Linked DNA regions of Mus musculus: all the other regions are linked to region 3. Evidence: chromatin contacts called from public Hi-C data. All regions are on one chromosome and are shown on one strand. The core of a region is the stretch at or near the end of the contact, and the rest is flanking DNA. Distances in the headings are between cores, read along the strand shown. Region 1 overlaps Atxn7 (ataxin 7). Region 2 overlaps Atxn7 (ataxin 7). Region 3 holds the start of Slc4a7 (solute carrier family 4, sodium bicarbonate cotransporter, member 7).

What was found. Hi-C and Micro-C count contacts between places; a contact is called where the count stands out from the background.
Region 1: a contact with region 3 is called in a Hi-C map of CD4 T cells, with 2.3 times the contacts expected there. The contact joins the enhancer-like site here to the promoter of Slc4a7 in region 3. A contact is called at or near these places in 2 of 39 promoter capture datasets (cranial neural crest and pre-B cells), 2 of 484 Hi-C or Micro-C datasets (CD4 T cells and rod photoreceptor), 1 of 115 datasets of contacts at active chromatin or transcription factors (memory CD8 T cells) and 1 of 9 other capture datasets (liver).
Region 2: a contact with region 3 is called in a Hi-C map of LSK cells, with 5 times the contacts expected there. The contact joins the enhancer-like site here to the promoter of Slc4a7 in region 3. A contact is called at or near these places in 3 of 39 promoter capture datasets (cranial neural crest, neutrophils and pre-B cells), 1 of 484 Hi-C or Micro-C datasets (LSK cells) and 1 of 9 other capture datasets (liver).

What each region holds. Positions count from the first base shown.
Region 1 is chr14:14,063,569-14,066,268 of GRCm38.p6, reverse strand. The region is part of intron 4 of Atxn7 (ataxin 7); the gene reads right to left. It also overlaps the pseudogene Gm31222. Among named protein-coding and RNA genes, the nearest start is that of Atxn7, 52 kb to the right of the region's middle. Within about 2 kb of position 1,283, at least 81 of the 459 cell types and tissues checked have an H3K27ac peak or open chromatin away from gene starts, as enhancers often do. A contact at or near this core is called in rod photoreceptor, where this site is marked.
Region 2 is chr14:14,087,302-14,090,036 of GRCm38.p6, reverse strand. It overlaps Atxn7 (ataxin 7), which reads right to left. Exons shown (of 12, transcript NM_139227.4): 5 at 2,505-2,735; 6 at 582-841; 7 at 1-10. Among named protein-coding and RNA genes, the nearest start is that of Psmd6, 32 kb to the left of the region's middle. Within about 2 kb of position 1,311, at least 92 of the 459 cell types and tissues checked have an H3K27ac peak or open chromatin away from gene starts, as enhancers often do. A contact at or near this core is called in LSK cells and neutrophils, where this site is marked.
Region 3 is chr14:14,701,641-14,704,340 of GRCm38.p6, reverse strand. Slc4a7 (solute carrier family 4, sodium bicarbonate cotransporter, member 7) reads right to left here and starts at 1,316. Exons shown (of 26, transcript NM_001360504.1): 1 at 1,061-1,316. The coding sequence starts at 1,108.

The DNA of each region.
Region 1 (2,700 bases), core at 34-2,533, 640 kb after region 3:
TCTCCAAACACGCTTCACCAACTGTTGAGATTGACTGGTGATAGCCACTCTGACTGGGGAGAGGGAATGCTATCTCAAAGTAGTTTTAATTTCCATCTCACTATATCTAAAAAATGAACAATTTAAGAACAGCCATTATCCACTTGTGTTTTTAGTGTGTGTGTGTGTGTGTGTGTGTGTGTGTGTGTGTGTGCCTTTCTAATGTCCCCTTCTGTATATGGTGACAGTGCTAGTAAGAAAAAAAGATCCTGAAAGCAGGCAATCTATGACTGCTCTGGGACTGAGGGCCCTGTGCCTGGCTAGGGAAGATCCCTGTAGTCTGCTTACTGCCTACTTTATTTTGAGACAGTCTTGCTAATAATGAGGCTAGCCCTAAAACTTCTGACCTCCTACTTCAGCCTTCAGGGCAGCTGGGATGCAGACATGTTCATACCTAAGAGAAATAACTTTGAGCTTGTGCTTTTACTATGTGAGAGAAAGCAGGCGGGATAGTGAAGACTGAGGAGAACATAATTTTTTACACTGACAAGCTGTACATAAACACAAAAATTAAGACTAAAGTTCATACTAAAGCTTAAAACACTCAATGCTCTCAGTGCTCTGTAGAAAATTCTGTTTCGGCCAGTCCTAGCTTTGCTCTTCTTGAAAAGCATTACTATTGCTTAAATTATTTCCCAACAGTGCTCAGAAAGCTTTTTGTATACTTTTTGGTTTTGATTGTCACATATCTTTTCTTATGGAAATCATTAGGGCACCTTACTAAAAAGATGAAAATTACTTACTAAAAGATGATTTTAATGAAAGTAAATAACATCCTTCCAGACCAAAAATTCTGTAAGTGCCATAGTTACAAGGACACACATTACCATAGTTACAAGGACACACACATTGCCATTCCACTGTGGCTAAGAGTCACGGAGCCGTCCCCCTCTCCTGGGAACCAGCACTCAGAGCAGCCAGAGGGACCGGTCTAACAGTTCCAACTCAAGGGAAAGGATCTGGATTCACCTAGCATCATGCCTCCTCCTACAGGAAGAGTGTAAATTAAACAGTGCATGCACTGCAATACCAAGTACACAGCCAGGAACTCAGGAAGTCTGCTCTATCACCGATTACAATCCAGGTGTCAGGCAGCTTCTGAAGAAACCAAAGAGTAAGAGTACCATGTAAGTCAGTACTACATAAACTAGTCTGTCCTTCACAGACCCCGGGATTTCCTGAACAGCACAAGTGTCAGTCATCCCGTGCTCTGAGAACAAACAAGCCCTTGGCAGTTATGAAATTCTATGCTCCCATCGCTGGCTGCAGGCAGTTCCTCATCGTACAACAACACAGGCCTCCACTAACTCCACTGTCTCAGCAGGCCAGGCAGGTTATAATTGGCCTTAATTGGCACTTAAAGCAGCTTTAACATTCCTTAGCTGCTGCCAAGGAACACTTGAAAGGGGAAGAAAGTATTTTCAAACTTGGAAATACCAAGCAATTCATTCAGCTGAGGGCCTCAAAGACTAGAGTTAGAATCAGGTTAGCTTCACCAAAAAACAGAGCTATGCTATTATGCAATGCTCATTAGGAGAGGTGGGAAACGAAGTTTATATGAGATAATTCACCTTAGGGGCTAATCCTACACAGTAGCTTTACTCTGCCTTACCTCTTCTGATCTAGCAAGAGATGGCTTTTCAGGGCCAAATCACACACTTCATGAATGTAAGGCAGACAATACATTATCCCCCATGGTCTGATTTACAAAGGTGTGTGAACCACTGTCTGATCCCTAAGCTTCGTTATCAATTGATGGACAAACATGAACAGTATTAAGAGATAATGAATTACACCAAATGAAAAGAGGATGCTGAGACCAGAAAAATGATGACGTATTTCCTTGGCCTTGCAATTAATCTTGCTGAACGCTCACTCCATGTTACACACTGCAGGAACGAATCCCAGATTGAACAATTCCACTTTCCCACCCAAGGTAAAAGCCATACAGAATGTTTACAGAAATTCCCTACAATACTAAAAATTACTTTGACTTGTTAGAGTATTTTAAAGTCACTCATTTTGAAATAATTCTTTGCCTCGTGTGTGTGCCTGCGTGCACGTGTGTATAAGAAACAATGTGAGAGACTTTAGAAAAGTACATAGAAATTCAGAAAATAAATCCATCACCCCCCCCATAGGATTAATATTTGGTATGGCTAGTAACAACAGACACAACGAACCTCCATCCTTTTGTAAATCCATCTAGTAGCAGCTAGCATCAATGCAATGACTACTAATTCTGACCCAGAATCCTTTCTTGAGACTCTCACACAAGGCACTATCACTACACTTACACATATGCCCAAGAGTGGCTTTGTTCAAAGGGTCAAAGACAAAAAAATAATCCGGAAGCCCATGTCAGGCCGTGGAAGCTGCAGCATGGCCATTCTTTAAAAGTAGTGGGGACTGTTAAAAACCTGAGAACAAGCACCAGTACTGCTAAGTAGACAGCAGCAATGTGCAGAACACGAGCACTTTGTCACTCTGTTACTAAAGTACCTACTAACAAGACTCCTAGTTCTGCATGAGAAAACAGCACAGGGATATTCAGTTCTTTGATAGTTCCGAGACTCGATGGGCTCTTATGCAGTTAGAGTCAGGAAAGCAGGGGAAGGCTGAGGAGCACGTTTGGGATGACGTCACTTTGCTTATTTACAT
Region 2 (2,735 bases), core at 62-2,561, 610 kb after region 3:
AACTCTCTTTCTGTCAGAAGCATACAAACATTATTGCAGTGGACATACTGTACTTTTTAAATAAGAGGAATCTCAAGATGTGCAAATTATAGCCAGAATACAATGTGTATTGCAGTAAACATTATTCTCGCTGGAGAGAACTGATAACTAGAACAATATTTGCTTATGTATTTTGAGAAAGGGTATCTATATTCAGAAAAATCATGAGGAACAGATTTCCATACAGAAGGTGAGTATACACAAAAGCAAGTGTGCTCTTTAAAACCACAAGACAAGTCCACCATGAATGAACCTCTTCCCATGGCTCAAGTCAACTAGCTTTAAGTTGGTCATAAATGGGAGGAGAGACCCTTGGTCCTGCAAAGGTTCCATGCCCCAGTATAGGGGAATGCCAGGTTCAGGAAGCAGGAGAGCATGGGTTGATGAGCAGGGAGAGGGGGGAGGGATAGGGGATTTTCAGAGGGGAAACTAGGAAAGAGGACATTTGAAATGTAAATAAAGAAAATAACTAATAAAAAAAAACCAATCTATACACCCAACCTTCTGTACACAGAAACTTTGAGAAAGAAGTGTGATGTTACCTGATAATCTCTTATTTAAAAATTTCCTGTTATTAGAACTGTCTTCAGATTTCTTTTCCAGAGTAGGCATTGCAGGAAGCCCTTTGCCGTTCAGAATCTGTCCGGGTGAAGGCAAGGTTGGCTTTGGTATTGAGGGACAGTTAAGGCCAGGCTTGACTGCAGAGCTCATAGTAGCAGGACAGGCTGGCCCCACTGTGGATTTCAGTAGTGTGCCATCCATCTTCGGATGCATCTTTTCTACCTTCACAGAGGGCGTCATGCTGTTGCAGGAAAGTGGGAATGCATTAAATGAGAGCCCTGTTACTCCAGAGGGATGGGAGAAGAGCCTCGATCTACCTGAGTATGCACAGGCTCTGGGAAGGCCTTTGACATTTTGTTTGAACCACTAAGAAAAGCTAGCAGAGTTAACAGCGAGCCAAGTTTGTACAAAAAACCCAGTGTATAAACCTGACCTCTTTTATCCTGTTTGAAACTTAGACCTCACAGTCAATGCAGTTTCTACAAGGAGCAAAGCATGAAGAGATCTAGAGGGACCAAGATGATGCCACAGAATTCCAGAAGAATCCCTCACAAGAGCCATCATGTTAATGAAAGAAATTATTAAACAAGGAGAGTATGAGTCACGGAAGCCCTCTGAGAACTTAAATGCAGACACCTAACACCGCACTGAATGTCCCCTGAAGCCACTCTGCTGCTGCCAACAAGTAAGCCTTGAATCAGTACATCCTGTGTCACCATTTAGGCACTCCAATCCCTCAACACAGGCTTCTATGACACCAGCATAGGACAGAGGCAACCGGCAACCAGTTGATAAGCAGGAAGACCCATGCCACTAACAAAGCAACTTCTCTTATTATCTTACCGACACTGTTATATTGCCTAGTAAAAGTGATGTCAGCAAAACCCTAAGGCTTCACTCGACAGTGGATCCTTGGATAAGTGCTTGCAAACTCTAGTGCAGTCTGTACTCTAATAGCTGTTAAACTGCCAAGTGACTTCAACATTGCCCTGCTGTTTCTGTGGTTTTCAGACAGCTAAGCCAGATAGTGAAAGCCAGGTTTCCTGTGCTCGTTCTCAATGAGCAGGGGCTGGGGGCTCAGCAACCAGAACAGAGTGCGCTGAAGAGCTATTCCTGGAACAGCCTTACAACAGCCCAGTCACTGCAAACTCCTCTCACCTCACCCAGTTAGCAAAGTCCTTGTGCAGTAGCAGGTACCCGACTGCTTTCTGAGATAACCAAGGTTATGAGACATTGGGGATAAAATGGACGGCATATTCTCCCCCAAAAAGGGAAGCAGGCCAAGGAAACACTACTTGCCATCAGGTTGCGAGATATCATGACAAAGCAAGATAAACTTCAACCACAGTATACTGCTCTTCTTCCACGTGACCTCAAAAAAGCTCCTAGCTCCAGACCCACTTCAGTAGCTAGTCAAAGAAACCACGGAAATGAGACTCCTTCTAGTCTTTCCCCCTCACTGCTGTGACTTAGAAACCCTGATGCCTTAGACCCCTGCCTCACTTCCACCAGGAAGACAATAGAAGTCGGATTCAAACCCAGACCTCTCCGACTTAAAGACCTCATAAAGCACCTGCGCACAGGCTTCCTTTCCCCATGGTTTGAAAAAGGGGACAACAATGCAGACTCACAGGGATGCTGTGGCCAATTCATGGCATCACAGACAGATATAGCTCAGTTTCAATAACTCACACAGGAAAGGATCAATAAATATTACTAGCCTTATTAACAGTGATAACTTAAGTAGCTTCCAACCTGAGGTAGGGAAAGGAAAAGCACTACCAGTGTTCTTGAACTCCTCAAGTGAACTCTCTAAAGACTCAGGCATTCTTGGATGCTCTCACACAGGACTGACTCATCCTGACAACTAAGGGAAGCCTACAAACCCACATGGCCATACTTACACTCGTCCGTGGGGGACTTTAATCTGTTGCACGGGATGCATGGGTTTCATGTTTCCCCTGAGCGGAAGTTTCTCTTTGGGCAATCTGAGTAACTTGGAGCTTGAGGATGCGCAAAGGACCCCTCCACTGGGAGGCCGGCTGCTTCCACCAGCACCACTGCCTTTGCTTTTGGACAGAGAAGGTAAGAGGGAAAATACTGAAGTGTGAGGAACAGCCAAGGCAGGCTTGCTA
Region 3 (2,700 bases), core at 67-2,566:
TTAAGAACAAGCAACAGTGTATTTGACAGATAGTCTTGGAGAAGGTCCTGAAGGTTCATTCAAAGGCCATAAAAAGAATCCTAAGGAGTTTCCAGTACTTCATCACTGTGACCCATCAAACCCATAACCACTACAGAACTTCACAGTCTTAAGACCGAAGTTTTCCTTTATATTTAAAGAGTTTATATTTGAATACTGTGAAGTAATGAATGATCACCGCCCACGGCCTCCACAATAACTTTTAAAGTAACGAGAGGAGGGAGCCTTAAGGAAAATTCTACCAAAAAAAAAAAAAAAAAAAAAAAAAAACCGGCAAAATGTCCTTTTCCTTGTTTTGAAAAGACTGGAAAATTCATCCCTGCAACCTTCCCTCCCATTTCACTGGTCAGAGTAAAAATTGGAAGTAGGAAAATTAGTACCACCACATCCTTTGAGTCAGAGACTCTGAAAGGAGAAAGCAGTTTCTTCTGTAGGGCACATACACGTTCCTGTTTCTAGAGAACGGGCCACTTGTGTGCCCCCCGCCCCCTCCCCCGTTTAAATGAGAGCCCAGTTTCTGCGCGTCCCAAGTCCGCCCTTACTCAGGCTGCTTGCACTGGGAAAGCGGGATCGGCTGGACTGGGGACGCGCGGCGCAGAGCACTGGGGTCTCTCTCGGTCCATTCTCTTTCTATGGAGCCCGGAGGAGGACACTGCACTCACGGTGCTTCTCCTGGGCCTGCGACCCAACACGCCACAGAGCGCCGGCCCCGACGGCCGGTCCCGACTCCGGCCACAGGCTGAAGGCGGCGGCGGCGGCAGGAACAGCAGCCTGGGCTGAAGGACGGCAGCGTCCACGCGGCGGGAGAACACGGCTCCCGGAGCCGCGCGTCTGAGAGCCGGGCACTGCGGCGGCGGACACGCGTCCTCGGGAGAGGCGTCCCCGAGGGCTCGAAGCCGGCCGTCCCCTGCGACCCCCGCCACACAAAGGCGACGGCGGCGCGCGGCCGCCAGCATAGGCCGCCGGCAGCCCCGCCGCGACGCCGCCTTTGTCTGCGGGCCTCGGCCTCCCCGCTCCTTACCCGCGTGAGTAGCGGTCTCATCTGCTCGCCGGCCCCGTCTGCCTCCATGGCCCGCCCCGGAGCTCTGAGAGGCCGCGACCGCAGCAGAGACGGGCACGCGGAGGGAGACCCTGTGCGGAGCGCTGGCCGCCGAGAGCTGGCCCCGGAGTGCGGCGACCGCTGCGAGCGCGGGACGTTCTCCGGGAGAGAGAGGCAACGGCGTGCCGCGAGGACTGAGACGGGCAGAGGACGCGGCGCGGAGGAGGCAGCGGCGCCCGGGCGGGGGCGGGGCGGGGGGCGGGGCTGGGGGGCGGGGGCGGGGGCGGGGGCGGGGCGCGCTCCGGCACGCCCCCCCCGGAGCACGCCCCCTGCCTGTTAGGCACCAGGTCCGGCGTCGAGCGACCGCCTCCAGTGGCTAAGGGGCTTGGAGGTAGGGCGGAGACAAAAGAAGACAGACATTCGTATCAGCCAATCAGCAGCTCGGAAGGGTCTGTCGCCTCCCCCGCCCCCCAGGTCAGTTTCCCGGAGGCCCCGCCCCTCTTTGTAAAGACTTAATTGACCGAGGCTGAGAGTGGAACTCGGTTTTTCGAATCGGAAGTTCTACAGACTTTCGAAGTGGAATGGGGTCATCACCCCATTCAGCTCCTCACCACGTGTTTTACAAGCAGGAGAGAAACAGGACGACGCCAGATTCATTCTCTGCCTCTGCAAGTTTCTCTCCTAGAGGTAACTCTATCGTGGACCCTGTAAAAGAGGGGATACATTTAGCAACTTGCCTAGTGCACTCCCTGCACTGGCCTAGTTCCACAACCTGTCCCACTCTTGGGTCGACCCTATAGGTAGGGTGCTTGTCTACTATCTACCTGGGTGTGGAGGTGATGGTCTCCATCACAAATGGACATTGAAGGATTAAATACATTTCTGTCCCTCTGTGAAGGTGTGTCACTTGTGGTGTGCTTATCACTATTGTTAACAGGTTGTTGATAAAGACAATAAAAGAGCCGGGCAGTGGTGCCGCACGCCTTTAATCCCAGCACTTGGGAGGCAGAGGCAGGAGGATTTCTGAGTTCTAGGCTAGCCTGGTCTACAGAGTGAGTTCCAGAACAGCCAGGGCTACACAGAGAAACCCTGTCTCAAGAAAAAAAAAAAAAAAAAGACAATAAAAGGTTGAGCTGAGAAAATCTAAATTCGATTATGAAAGGAAATACTTATCATCAGGTCAAGACTCATCCCTAACCCATTATCAATAAATAGCAAAGTGTACTGGGTACTGCTTTGGGTCCCAGACCCCTCCTGGCTTTGTTCTAAATTTCCCAGAGAGGTACAGGGCAGGCTCACACACGACTGTCCAAGAACAGGTGTGCTTCCATTAATAACAGCTACCATTTGAAAAGATCTAGAATTACAGACAGTGACATTTTGCAAATATGGCCCCTCTTTAATCCACACAATACTATAAAGTATATTTGTGTGTGATTTGACTGTGTCCCCTAAAAAACTGTATTGGAAACTTAATCCCCAATGCAATGGTGTTGGGTATTTAGGACACAAGGCCTTTAGGAGTTCATGAGCACATTATAAACCATGGGTCTGGAACTGCAAAGGTGTCCCTTGCTCTCTCACAAATGTCCATCAGACCTTCTGCTCTCAGATTCGGGTAG